Regions from separate parts of the Mus musculus genome. Here all the other regions are linked to region 2. A link is a contact called in public Hi-C and promoter capture Hi-C data. All regions are on one chromosome and are shown on one strand. Each heading gives the region's core, a stretch centred on a gene start, on an enhancer-like site or on the middle of the called end of the contact. The rest is flanking DNA. Distances are from core to core; before and after follow the strand shown.

Region 1 (4,512 bases), core at 880-3,379, 170 kb after region 2:
ATCCAAACCCAAGGCCCTGTTTCCTGAGGAACATAACTGATTGAACTTCCCCAACAAGGCATCCTGTTCAAGTCAAAAGCGTTGAGGTATAGCCAGGGTGCCAATGCGGGCTCATGTGATCGTTGACTCTTTCTGTCATGTACCTGCTACCCCATGAGAACATAGCCATCCACCCAAGCCCAGCCACCCTTTGAAATCACCTAAACCTGAGATCCAGGAGCCATTGCTCTTATGGAGGAATCTATGCTTGCTAGGCATTCGGAAAAGAAGGCTATCAAAGGACTCACCTGATAGAGGGGACTCCTCTGAAGCTGATCAGAGAAGTTTCAGATGGCCTTGTGGTTCCCAGATGAAAGGGACGACAGAAGTGCAAATCGTTGGCACTGGATGGGAAAGGAGAACACTGGGTACATAAGTGCGGTTGGGGGCGGGGCAGGAATTAAAACTAAGAACAAAGGGAAGGAAATTAAATTCAGAGCCATCATTCTTTGAAAGTTGGCTTCTGATTTTAATCTTGAAATAAAAAAAGAAAAAAGAAAAGAAATCTTCAGGAAAAAAGCTGTTTCCAGCTCTGTCCACCCTCTTCCCTTTTATAGCATCTTTCATTTACTTCATGGTTTGATAAAATCACCATAGGACTTGCCATTGGAAGTAACAGCTTGTTTGTATGGAATTACGGTGAGGGTAGACATTGCTCACAGATAATGAAGGTAGGTCAGTGTGAAGGATCAAGAGAACAACTCACTGGAGTATTATGAAAAGGCAGCCACAGGCAGCATCTGTTTCTAATGTTCCCCTCCTGTTTATCTCCTTGGGAGAGACACACAGTTTCATTGCAGTTGAGGATGGGTACTGATGTCATCATGGAATTCTTTTGAGAATGTTGATGCGACTCTCCCATCCTAACATTTCTCCTCTCTCTTCCTCTAAGGGAAATTTTCAAAAGAGCTTCTTGGTTAAGTTGACAGTTGTAGATAATGCAGAAGCATTTTAGATGGCAAGATAGGTTTGCAATGGTGCATGCCCATATTAGTAAATGGGGACTACATCAAAATACTAGCCCAGATAATTGTGTGTGTGTGTGTGTGTGTTCATGCACATGTGTGCACGCATACACATGTATGCGTATATACATGAACACATTAACATTAGTTTTAACAAACAGAAGAAAAGCTTAGTTTTCCCTCTGGAAGAAGCATAAAAATATTGGCATGAATTTTAGCATTAGTCTAAATGAACTGGAGAAGAAATCTGTCTGCCTGATAGCCACAGCACAAGTTTAGGAAGCTGGATTTCAGCTTTCTCCATAGCAATGAAAATGCCGTCTGACACCACCTAGTTGTGCAGAGAAATTAAACATGGTAGAAGACATAGTGCTTCTCTGGGATTTTTAAAAAACACCCAGAGAGATTATGTGGTCATAAGGCTTTTGTATTGGGGTTTGAAGGTAAAAAGGGAATTCTGGATGGAGTGATGATAGCAAGTAATGCCTTGGACTAAGCAAGAAGTGATGGGTATCAGGTGGGTACCATTTCCTATCAGAGCTCCTCTCCATCACACGTGTATATAGCAGCCCCCTCCTGTGTCTCCACCCTGATGTCTTCCCTGTGACGGTAGTTTCATGTGCCATTCTTTCCCCAGTCTTTCTACATTTTCACAGAGAAATGCCTTAACCCAGCCTCAAGATGTGAATGGCAGAGCCCCAGGACTCCTGTTTATTCAGCCATTAGTGCCGCCTTCAGTTTTTTAAATCATTGATTTGACAAATATTTATTGAGCCTTGGCTCTGCCAGGTAGTGTCCCCAAACAAGGAATGCAACCAGGAATAAGAGGATCTCCATGTGAGCATTGCCTGGGAGCGCACATGCAGACAGAGACAGGCAAGCAGCACTCACATGGCTTAGCAATACAGTCTGGGATCCTGGAGCAACTTCTAGAGACAAAGAAAGTCTTGAACCAGAGAGGCTGCTGGGAGATGCTGAGGGCAGCAGAAAGGCTCGATGTCTCCACTTGACAGTCACATCTTCCATCTGTAAATAGGGGACATTCTGTTTAGAAGAAACTGACTGGGAAAGGAGAAAGGGGAACCGACTGGGAGTCATGAGCCCTAGACTGAGCCTCAGTTCTGCTTTTCACCACCTGTGTTTCTCAGAGCCTCTTCTCAACAGTGCTAAGTCTCAGCTTCTTCTTTTTGGGGGAGAATAAAGAGTACTTATAATAGTAGTAGTACTTTTATGGTCTTTATCAATTTTAAACTTTGATATCAAAAAAATTTTCTCATGCCCAAATTAACCCTTTCCAATTAAGGAATAATTTTGTATAATGTTTCCAAAAGGCAGTTCTTTGATATTTCCAAAGAGTGTATTTCATTCCCTACCAGTTTGTCAACTGAATTGTTTCTTTGTACTGATCATAGCTACAGCCTTAACTTTTCTGGGAATCTCTGCTGTGGGGGTCTTGGTAGATGAGTGAATATGCATTCTGTGTTTCTAAACAATAGACAATGAAGAATCATCTATTAACCATCCAATAAGCTTCAGCAATCCTAACCAACTTGATCAATGTTTCTATATAGAATCTCTAAATCATAGTCTTTAGGTCCACTGAACATGACATGTATTTTTTTATTATTGTGTATATATGTGTGCACATATGTACATGCATGCATGGATAGACAACCATGGAGGGAGGACAGGGGACAACTCTGTGGAGTTGGTTCTCTTCTACATTTACAAGAGTTCTAGGGGTGATAATCTGCCTGTTTATGGCAAATTTGATCCATCTAGTTAATGTTATTCAAAATCGAACCAGATCTACAATCTGAACAACAGCCAACTGCTCAACAATGGTGTTTGGAATAAAAGAACATGCCCACCAAGATGGAGAACATTGAGCTAAGATCTTCCTTCCCCAAGCAAACAAGATTCTAAGCTATACGGGGGGGGGGGGGGGGGGTGCACAGAGGAGGGAGTATAATGGTAAACTGGTAGCATCCCAAGTTTTGACCAAAAGGAAAAAATCAAAGTATTCATTCTCTTTGGCACCAGTGGACGTAGGCGCACGTTAAGCAATGGACAGCTTCACAAACTCAGCTTTTCAACACGTCTTCAGAAAGATAACAAGCCGTGCATTGAGGACCATGGGGATGGGAACAGAAGCTGCTCAACCAAACAGGGGGAAGAAAAGGAACATTTCTGTCTGCTTTTCTGAATGTTATAGTGGGGATGTGGGACATGATACAAGACTATTATAAGAGAAAGAAATGTCCATCTTATTACTAAGCTCTGCTTACCCTAAAGGGGTGATGCGAAGACATTCAAAAGCAGTTTTAATCACACGAGCCCCCTGACGTGCAACAGTCTTTCCTAGTAAGCTTTAGAGGAGCCTCATAGAACTGCTCAGATATTTAATTATTAAAAGATTAGGCATGCTGGGTCATGTGACCCAAAACCTACATTGGTTCTGAAAAGAGATTGAGCAGAGTGAAAATGGGAGACAGTTGAGTGTTGGGCACCAATTAGAGTCTCTCTCTCTCTCTCTCTCTCTCTCTCTCTCTCTCTCTCCATACTTGTAGGTTCTTTGTTGGTTCTTCTCCTAACTGTATCCTAACAGTATCTTCTCTGGCTCAACTGTCTCCTATTTTACTCTCCTCAATCTCTTTTCTGAACCAGCTGTCTTCTCTTCTCTCGCCCTACTCAGTCTTCTTTCTTCCTGCACCAACCGTCTTCTCTGATCCTAGTCTCTGACTGGACCGGACTCTTTTTGTCACCTGGATCCTATTCCTCTCTCTCAGCCTCTGCTGGCTTTTTGCATCCCATCTTCTTTCCAGAAGTCCAACAGGTCATAGGTTCTAGCAATTCTAACAGCTGAGCATTCCCAAAGGGCCTATCAGCTAGCATCTAAGGATTCTTTAAAGTGCCAGGCACACAAAATAAACCATACTACATTATACTTCCTCACATACAAGGAAACAAAGACTTGCATTTGATAAAATATTTAGCCAAGAACCAGCAGCTAGTGGGAAACTAATCAAGATCTGCAGACTCTAGGGTCTTTCTCCCTTGACTCTCTGACTAGCTTGCTATTACCTTGAGTCTTTAGTTTGTATCTATTTTAAGGAGTCCTCAACCCTCCAATCTGTCACCTTGACCCTCCTGCCTTCTCTCTGGAAGAGTTTTCCTTGCCCAGACTTCCATTCTACCTCACTTCGTACCTCTCGGCACTCCTGTAGATGGTTCCTCTCTCCATGGCAGACCCCCCTTCTGGGGGAAGAGTACTGGACTGACCCCTTATTCCTGGCCTGCCATCATCGTGCATTAAGCCCATTGCCTCTGGGTTTGACAGAGAACAGGCTCCTGAGAAACCAGTCACAGGACTTGTTTCCCCACATCTCTGTGCTTTCATGCCTCTCCTGAGATTTCAATGCCGTGGCTGTGAACAAATCCTAGAGCTACTGAGGACCACATCAAGGCCAAAGATAGGCCTCTCTGCCAAGTCGGTAATGCCTTTAGA
Region 2 (4,527 bases), core at 290-2,789:
AAGGCGGCTATTACCGTGCTTGCGACTGTAAGCAACACGGCTCTTAACACGGCTATTAGTCGGCATAACACAAACTATCCCCAATCTAACGCCAGGGGAAGAATAAGAAACAGGACGGTCAATGATGGGTGAAAGATAGAGCTCCTCAACTCCCCCTACCACAGAGGCATCAGCTATAGCATCCAAAAAGGTTTTGACTGCACAGAGAATTTAAAGATAAAGCTGTAAGTGTTCCGTTCCGTATTAAAACTAAAGCTTTTAAGCGGTCACGATATTACGAAGTTTTTAAAGCGTGAACTCGGATTGTAAGCCGATCACGTGACCTCCCACAGCTCCCAAGCTTAAATGTTAAAATATGCAAATTCCCAACCTGTAACAGCTTTGTGCGACCCGGTTTTGCAGCCTCCAGCCCCCCTGTCCCTAGCTGTCCAGCCCACATTTAAATCCGCGGTGGAGAAGTGGTTATTTTCAAAGACGACAGCACCACCGTGGCGACTAGGACCAGTGATCGACCATTCTTTCTCGAGAAAGAAATACATACTACAAGGTGCAAAAACAGGACACAATCAAAAAAGCGTAAAGACAGTCACAAGGAGAAAAAACATGAATGAATGTGGAGGGCGGAGCCTGGGAAAACCCCTCTGCAACGCTGCACTGAACAAAGCGCTTCGCATGCCAGAAGGAGGGGGGAATGGAAGTGCCAGCTCCGGAAGGAGCCTAGAGTGGATGCGGAGAGCAGGAGGAGGAGGAGGAGGAGGACAGAGTCGGCGAGAGCAGCAGCCTTGAGACTCCTCCTCGCGCCAGCCTCGCCACAGCCCCCTCCCCTCTCTAGCCGCAACTCCGGCTGGAGCCCGACCCCGCGGCGAGCCCAAGCCGCCCCGCGCCCCTACCCACCGGCCCCGACCCACCAGCGGCGGGCGCGCGCCCTACGGGGAGGGAAACTACCCAGGTGGCCCGGAGTAAACAGGCACTCCGGGCAAAGACCGAAAGGGAAAGCGAGCCACAAAGCCGGGAGGTGCGGAAGCCGCGGCCTGGTCTCCCGCAGCCCCGCCGAGCCCTCCTGCGAGAAGCGGCCGCGGCGACCAGGAGGCCGGCCCTCCGTACCTGCTGGGCTCGCAGGACCGCAGCTCCCGCCGCCCGTGCGGCCAGGACCCGCCGAAGTGGCAAGCGGCTCCCGCACGCAGCATCCCCTCCGCAAGGTCGGCGCCGGCACACGCGCACACACTCACTCACACGCACACCCGCGCGCCCGCCCGCCAGGGGGAGGTGGTCCCGGCCCCCGCCCCCCGCGCCGCGCTCTCCCGGGTGCAGCGCCCCCACCGCCGCGCCCGGCCCCGCACCCGTCGGGAACTGCGCTGCACTTGACAACCGGGACATCAGCACAAGCGGAGCCTCCTCCCGACGGGCACCGAGGCGCGAGCTGGGCGCGGGAGGGACCGAGTGGAACCCGGCGGGAGAGCGGCCTTTACCTCTCCCGGGTGTCCGTGAGGACGGCTGGCAGCGCGAGGGCGGCCAGGGCGAAGGTCGGCGGCTTCCCCCCGCGCGTGGGCGGGGCAGCAGGGGATCCCCGGGGGCGGCGGGGCGGGGGCTGCGGCGGGAGGGCGGGCTCCTGTGAAGCCGGCCCGGGGCCCCCTGCCGCCCCGCCCGCCCGCCCGCCCGCCGCAGGCCCCGCCGCGGGGACCCAGGACGCAGGAGGAGGCGCGGCCCGAAGGGCGGGGCGGGGCGGGGCGGCAGCGGAGGCGGGGCTCCGCGGCCCGGGGAAGCCCGGCCGGGCCGCAGTCGGGGGCGGTTGGCCCGGGAGGAGGGGCGGGGCCGGGCGGGGCCGGATTCTCTTTACCGTCTTTTGACTTTCTAGAGCAGGCTGTGGGCCGGCCCGGTGACGTCATGGTGTCTCCCAGCCCCGCCCCTCGCCCTGGCCCTGGTAGGGAGGAGGAGGAGGAGGAGGACCCTGGAGGGAGGGGGGACCCCAAGGGGGTTTCCTCTGCTCCGCGTAGAGGGAAGGGGAAAATCATAGTGAAACTTGAAACGCATTAACTTTAAAAAATAACTTTTAAAAAAGAGAGAGAGAATGAAAGGGGGCTGGGTTGTTGACTTGGAGGGTCAGAGGGGACGTGTTATTAAGCCCTAAACTGAAACCACTTTTTTGGTGGCGGATGTTCTATTAAAAGACCGAGGAAAGCCAAGGTTATTCCGGAGAGAGCCGGTGCTTCCCAGAGCCTAAGCAGCGGCGAGCGCAGTTAACCCCTCCTTAGCTGCCTGTCAGCTGGGGACTAACCCGCGAGGGAACTTTGGAAGCCGAAGAGGGGGTGCGGGGCGGAGCCACCCAGCAGGCTTCTGGAACTCTGGGGGAGTGAACAGGGAAGACAGACTAATTTATTACAAACCAGAGTTTGACCCCGGCTGCTAGAAAGCGTTAGAGAACGGGAACTGGAAACTTCTGGAAATATCAGGAGAGCTGACTCTGGGGAACGAAGCAGGTTTTCAAGGGTAGGCATAATACTAGCAGTTTGAACTTAAAAATTACACGCATCCACAAAAAAAAAAAAAAGCCGATAGAAGATTGTACGGGCCACCTCAAAGTTGGAAAGAATAAGGTGTTAAAAAAAAAAAGGCGCAAAACAAAAATATTCTTTGTTAAGCGATCATACGCCCACTAACAGCTGACCATCTGTGCAAACTTGTTTTGCTCCCTTAGGCTTTCATAAAGATGTCCAGGTCGTTCCTGCTAACGGTTGACCCCTAAAATCCCCCGAGGAAGTCCTACCTCTAGCTTGCTGGAGCTAAGAAAAGCACAAAGCCCCAGAATGGAAATTATTAAAAATGGAATACTTGGTAATGGCAAGCTTAGAGCCAAAAATAATGTTTTGCAGAGGAAGAAAATATGCCTACCAAAAAGTAAATTTGGTCATAGGAGCAAAGATTATGCAGCTAGAAAGCTCGGGTGGTGGGTAATACTATGTCAGCCTTACAATGAAAGAGTACCATTTTAATATTCCAGTAAGATGTCTTCTATTTTATTAAATGAAATACCCAATGGGTAGGATTCATAAAACATATAATGTAGTTCCCCTCCCCCAGCCGAGCTGTTTGAACCAAAAGATAAACATGCAGACATAGATAATGTGTTAAGATTAAAAACAAAAAGTCTTCAGAAGTCGAGTTTTTGTTACTTGAAACAGAAAGAGAAGAAAAAAAAGTTAAGTGCCAGAGAGAAATTTTTAACTCAATATTTGCTGAAGACAACAGAAATGTATCCATGAACCCAGGATGTCTCCAAGATACAGCAATGCTAAGAGCGTTTGAGAAAACTGCATATCTGGTTTTGATTTGTCATTTTACTGTGTTTTCTTGAGCAACAAACCAGTATTAAAACTTCTCTCTGAGATAGTTAATATAAGAACACTTTCCTGGTAAGTTTTCTGAATTGTCTAAATGCGTTTTTTTTTTTTTCCATACCAAAATGCAGGGAAAGGCAGCTATGTTAAATGTTAAGTAGTTGGTTTCGGTTTGTTTTGTGACACAGTAAATAGTAGATCCTCAAATAGCAAATAAACGGAATTGGATGAGTGAACCCGTCCAGCCCGGTAACTGGTAAACTTCAGCTTGAACTGTCAAAAATCCTTGAACAATGGGGATCCCAATGATGGCTCTAGACTGGGAAGGCAGAGAGATTCCAAGGGGCCTCTTTCTCTCCATCCAGCAGGCCAAGTAAGAGTCTTTGTTGCGCCCCTTGGGAGACGTAGGGTCCTGTGGGTACTCTGACCTTATCTCTCCCGCTGAGCATCTAGGGGAGAGCATCGGTCCAACCCGAGGCCGCACCCGAGCGTCCCCCAACCCCGGTTCCCACGCATCTGCCCGGCGCTGCCTGGCTCGGGCTCCCCCTTGGCACGGCCCCGTGGCTCCACGGCACCGGCCCTCCGGCCGGTGCGGCCAGCAGCGCCACCGCCACGCGGAGATCCCGGAGGTTCCTCCTGTTGGCCCCGGGTCACACCGCCCGCTCGTCCCTCCCCTTCACCCTGCGAGCTGGGTTTTCCCGTCCACCAACGAGTCCCCTCCCCCCGGCCCCCACTCCGGCGACCCGGCTACAAACCCTCCCCTGCTCGCTCCCAGCAACTGTCCCCCCTACGCCCGGGCTCTTCCCAAGCCAAGCAGACAAAAGAACGGAGGGAGGAAAACTTACCGAACTACAAGGCAAAAAAAAAAAAAAAAAAAAAAAAAAAAAAAAGTCTGCTCCCAAGCTTCCTGGTTCAACTTTTCATTTTAAAAACAAAAGCAGAAACCAAAAGCCTCCTAGGTTGGAAGTGGGCGTGAGAGGAAACGCTGGGGGAGGCGCTTGGTTCCCTCCCTGCGCTGCCCCCCCCACCCCCCCACACCCCCCTACCCCGCTTTTCTGGCCCCTACCCAAAGCTTTGATGTTATCTGGTGCACCGCCTACGTGGGTTATACCTTGAGCTTGGTGCCTGGTGACAGTCAAGATAGTCTCCTCTGTGGGTGCTGCTAGGAGGCAGCGCAGCAGGTGGCCAAAGG
Region 3 (4,212 bases), core at 1,001-3,500, 200 kb after region 2:
GAGAGAGAGAGAAAGGCTTTAAATCACTTTTAGAAATGCACGTCTAATATTAATTATAACCAGATAGAATGGTACACACACCTTTAATCCCAGCTCTTGGGAGACAGAGACAGACAAATCTCTTCGAACTTACAGCAAGGCTAACCTCCATAACAAGTTCCAGGCCATCCAGGATTACGAGGTACAAAGTTGTCCCAAGTCAAAACAAACAAGCAGCATCAAAGTTGATCTTGGTGATTCGAGGCCTCAGCAATGCAGGTGCTGGAGTAAGAAGATCTTGAGTTACACATCAGCCTAGACTATTGTATAAGACTATTTTGAAACAAAAGAAAACAAATGAAACCGAAAGTGTAAGTTTTGTCTTAGTTAAATTGATACTTGCCATTTTTTGTTGCATAAAAATGTACATAAAACATATTTCAGTCATCTTCAGTGTGCAGCTTAGTGGCATCAAATGTGTCTGCAAGACCATAAACTGCCATTGCTGTCTTTTTTTCCAGGACAATTTCAATACTCCACAAGAAAACTGTGCTCAGTTCCTCCTCATTCTGTCACTGCCTTCTGGTCCCTGGACCGGACCCATCTGTTCTCTGTGTCTAGTTGTCTGTGCTGGACATTTTGTTGACATGGGCTTCTTGGGTGTATGTTGTTTCCTGTCTTTATTCACAAAGCACCATGTCTTCAAGGTCATTGATGTTATAGAATGTTATCATGAGCCTCACTCCAGTACATGCTGAGAACTATTTAGTTTATATGAGCATCATTCAGTGAGGGTTTGAAGTGGCTTGATTCTGTGAACACTCTTATGAGCATTTGTGAGTAACTTTTATAAAACTATTTCATTTTATGTGTACAGGTGTTTTGGCTGCGTGTATGTCTATGTACCACACATGTGCATGATGTCCTTGGAGGTTAGCAGAGGACATCAGATCCCATGGAACTGGACTGATAGATAGTTGTGAGCCTTCTGTGGGTGCTTGGGTATCAAACCCAGGTCATCTGGAGAGCAGTTGGTGCTCTTATCTTCTGAGCCATCACTTTTTCTGGGCAACTTTGTGCCTAGATTCCTAGTATCAATTCTCTAGGTCATTCCTAGGAGTGGAACTGCTTAGTCATAGGATAACTCTATGTTTAACATTTATAAATGGCCAAACGGTTTTCCATAGAGGCTGGTGTACTCTGAGCATTGGTGTGCGAAGGTGTCAGCTTTTAAGCTCATGCTTGCTCATTTGCATTATTGGTGTCATTTTTTTATCATGCCAGTGGAGCCCATGACTCGGGGCTTCGCTGCCTATAGCAGCAGAGTAAGGATCTAAACCTAGTTCTGACTGATTTGCCAACTCGACCAGTCCATCCAGAGTTTGTTCAGTGTTGTTCTTGGGCACTAAAGTACCTTCATGTGCTGTGAAGCATTTCTGCTCATAGGAAGGAGGGTCAGAAGAGGGTTCAGGTCTCGGGAGCCATCCACACTCCAACCTTGGCAGCTTTGCTGTGATTTCTTTGTATGTGTGGATAGGATGCTGGATTTTGTTTGAGAGACAATAGAAGATAATGGTGCTTTTTAAAAAAGCATTTGGAAAAAAAATGACAATATGACAATGGACTCATGTGATTTTGTGGAACAAATTCCAAAGGCCTTGTAACTTCTCGTTAAGCAGAGGTTTCAAATAAAGGACACTCAGTTCTAAGCTTAGAGACCGAAAGGTAGGATTTATTCACACTCACACCTACACACGTGCTCTCGTGTGGTCAGACATTCCTGTGCCCTATCTTGATCCCCCAATTAATGACCGTTTCTGGTCCAGGACAGTGGCAGCCTTAGAAGGAGTTGCCTCTAAACGCCTATTCACTAAAAGAAAAAAAAAAAAAAAAAGTGGCCACACCCACATTTCCCAGCAGTCCTAGCTGCCACATCATCAGTCAGCAATGCTGTCTGCTCACCTTTGAAAGAAGCAGCCAAGCAACTCTCTAAACCAGGGCTGCCCATCTCTTGCTTTGCCTTTCCATTAGCGAAATGAGTTCCCACCAGCCCCTGAGGGAGGCCTTGGCCTTTCATCATTCCTAGTCATGAGGCTGAAATCCACCAAGAGCCATCCCAAGGAACCCCGGCAAGGTCAAGCCAGGTCTTAAGAGAAATAGCTTGCACGTGAGAGTGTCTCCTCCCTGCTTGGCCTCGGGCCAGGACAGAGAGGGTTGGGTGAGTTCAGGGGAGGGGCCCCTTGATCATCCACTCCCACCGAACACTTCTTATCTTTCAGACAGAGCGTGTCTTAGTAAGGTGGCGATCTGGGCCAGGAAATTTTTCTGGCCACTAGAAATCTGGCTTGATCTCAAGCTCCCTGCGTTTTCCTTGGTAGAAGACCCAGGTAGCTAAGGTGAGTTCTCCGTGTCAGCGCCACGTGTGAGATTCAGAAGTCCATGCAGGTGAACAGTCGCTGGGGGTGGGGGTGGGGGGTGGGGGGGTGAGACTTTGAAGAGAGTGGGGAGGGAGGTAGATTTTGTGTAGCTTCCTAAGACACTATCTTGATTTTTCTGAACGTTCCGATGTGCCAATAAATCACTACCAGATGTCTGCTCAGATATAGTTCAAGTGTGAGATTCCATGAGAAGATTTAATGCAACTAACTGCTTTGGGAAGATTGGGAAAAGGTGCCGGAGTATGTTCCTGCCCACTAGATAAGTTGGATGGAAGGGCAGAATTTCTTTCATCTTCTGTTCCCTACCTTCAATTAAGCATTACATCAGGAATCTTTTCGGCTCATTATCCCAAAGATTCTCCAGCTGGCTACAGGTATCAAGTAACAAACCTCTGGCTAGATGATGCTTCCTGGTTCCTTTAAGAAAGAGCCAAGGCAGACTGGGATTCACAAGTGGAAGATTAAAAACTGTAGAGTCACAGGTGGCAGTGGGGTGCTTTCAAAACCCTCTCCAATGTCCTGCCTGGGCACCACTCCTTTCCTCGTCCACCTAAACTTTCTCCAACCCCCCACTTGAAGTCAGCAGCTCAGTAGCCAACCAACATTGAACTTGTGGTACTGAAGAGGGCCCTGGAAAAATATCCCTTGTATGGCAGGCTCGGCTGCAAAGTGACCAACCGTTCTGGAAGACCTAACTCATGCTGATCAAAGCACTTGGGGTGTGTCCTTCCTTTCACAAGCAGCCTTGGCATGCACCCATACTAGCTGTGCTTGAGAGCAACTGGCCCATCCAGAGTTGCAACTCCAGTCCCCAGGCACACAGAATGAGTTACCCATGGAAAGTCGGATGCTCAGAAGTACAGAAAATGCCCTTTCCTCGTCTTCCTTCTGTGCAAAGCCTAGAGATGCAACTGTAATGTATGTCCTTCCTTCTGATGGGAAGATTCTGAGACAGAGTTAAATGTGCAGCCAAGTCTGCCTGATTTCCAAGACCTCAGGTCGTCTTATATGCTGTGATGTTTGGTCTTTTAGTGATGTGTGATCCATCTGGGAGCATAGAGCAGGGTAGAGAAGGTCACACTGCCCCTCCCCCCGCCCCCAATGGTAAACTGCCTTTGGCTCTATCATGACAGTTAGACATGCTTGGTGCCTATCTGCCACACGCATAACAATTCTTTGGGTTCTTCACTGGGGATGGAATTAGCCCATAGATACCTGCAGAGCACCGGGAGAATGTGCTTGGATCAGAGTCTATGCTCCTAGCCTCAGAAGGAGTGAGATTGCTTCTGAGATGGAGGGATATGGGAGAACAGCCGGAGGCAGGACCAAGAGGCGCCATCATGACATGATGTTTAAGACTGCCCTTGCTTTTAGGATTTCTTATGGAAGGTACACAGCAGACCTCGGGGATGCTGGGTTAGGTGCCCTGTGGATATGGTTTAGTTAGGACCATCTCCCGGATCCTTTGCCAGGTTTCAATAAAAAGCAAATACAGATTTATACTCGAGGATATGTATTATTAAAATTAAGAGAGAAGATCTTCTGTTCACATGAAAGCAGCCTCCTGACGCCCTGTTCTTGATGCTGGGACCTTCATAGCACAGGCTGCAGGCAGTGTGTGGGAGAGAAACAGCACACAGTTGTGCATGTGCTAGATGTTCACAATGTGGTCAGAAGAAACCAACTCACTCTATTGGTTACAGCACACAAATGACTGAGAACAACGAGAAAGAACCTGAACTCACTGACCAATTACACACGTGAACTCTGTAAAAGATCATTTCTCTCAGGAGAA

What was found. Promoter capture Hi-C pulls out the DNA fragments that hold promoters and counts their contacts. Hi-C and Micro-C count contacts between places; a contact is called where the count stands out from the background.
Region 1: a Hi-C map of bone marrow-derived macrophages shows a contact between it and region 2, with 2.3 times the contacts expected there. The contact joins the enhancer-like site here to the promoter of Hivep1 in region 2. A contact is called at or near these places in 6 of 39 promoter capture datasets (the 3T3-L1 cell line, 3T3-L1-derived adipocytes, liver and 1 more), 12 of 484 Hi-C or Micro-C datasets (adipose-derived mesenchymal stem cells, bone marrow-derived macrophages, cerebral cortex and 6 more), 9 of 115 datasets of contacts at active chromatin or transcription factors (bone marrow-derived dendritic cells, bone marrow-derived macrophages, craniofacial prominence and 6 more) and 3 of 9 other capture datasets (adipose tissue, liver and pancreatic islet).
Region 3: a promoter capture Hi-C map of 3T3-L1-derived adipocytes shows a contact between it and region 2, with 4 times the contacts expected there. The contact joins the promoter of Adtrp here to the promoter of Hivep1 in region 2. A contact is called at or near these places in 19 of 39 promoter capture datasets (the 3T3-L1 cell line, 3T3-L1-derived adipocytes, the HPC-7 cell line and 13 more), 9 of 484 Hi-C or Micro-C datasets (the 3T3-L1 cell line, 3T3-L1-derived adipocytes, the N1E-115 cell line and 5 more), 16 of 115 datasets of contacts at active chromatin or transcription factors (T-cell acute lymphoblastic leukemia, craniofacial prominence, differentiating embryonic stem cells and 11 more) and 4 of 9 other capture datasets (adipose tissue, liver, macrophages and 1 more).

What each region holds. Positions count from the first base shown.
Region 1 is chr13:41,881,413-41,885,924 of GRCm38.p6, reverse strand. Gm10790 (predicted gene 10790) reads right to left here. Exons shown (of 7, transcript NR_033545.1): 2 at 1,896-2,030; 3 at 288-383. Among named protein-coding and RNA genes, the nearest start is that of Gm10790, 18 kb to the right of the region's middle. Within about 2 kb of position 2,129, at least 50 of the 459 cell types and tissues checked have an H3K27ac peak or open chromatin away from gene starts, as enhancers often do. A contact at or near this core is called in adipose tissue, bone marrow-derived macrophages, conventional dendritic cells and 1 more, where this site is marked.
Region 2 is chr13:42,049,033-42,053,559 of GRCm38.p6, reverse strand. It overlaps Hivep1 (human immunodeficiency virus type I enhancer binding protein 1), which reads right to left and starts at 1,539. Exons shown (of 9, transcript NM_007772.2): 1 at 1,470-1,539. It overlaps Gm28707 (a long non-coding RNA gene), which reads right to left. Exons shown (of 2, transcript XR_001780922.2): 1 at 4,447-4,527; 2 at 2,993-3,784.
Region 3 is chr13:41,845,654-41,849,865 of GRCm38.p6, reverse strand. Adtrp (androgen dependent TFPI regulating protein) reads left to right here and starts at 2,250. Exons shown (of 7, transcript NM_001145875.1): 1 at 2,250-2,375.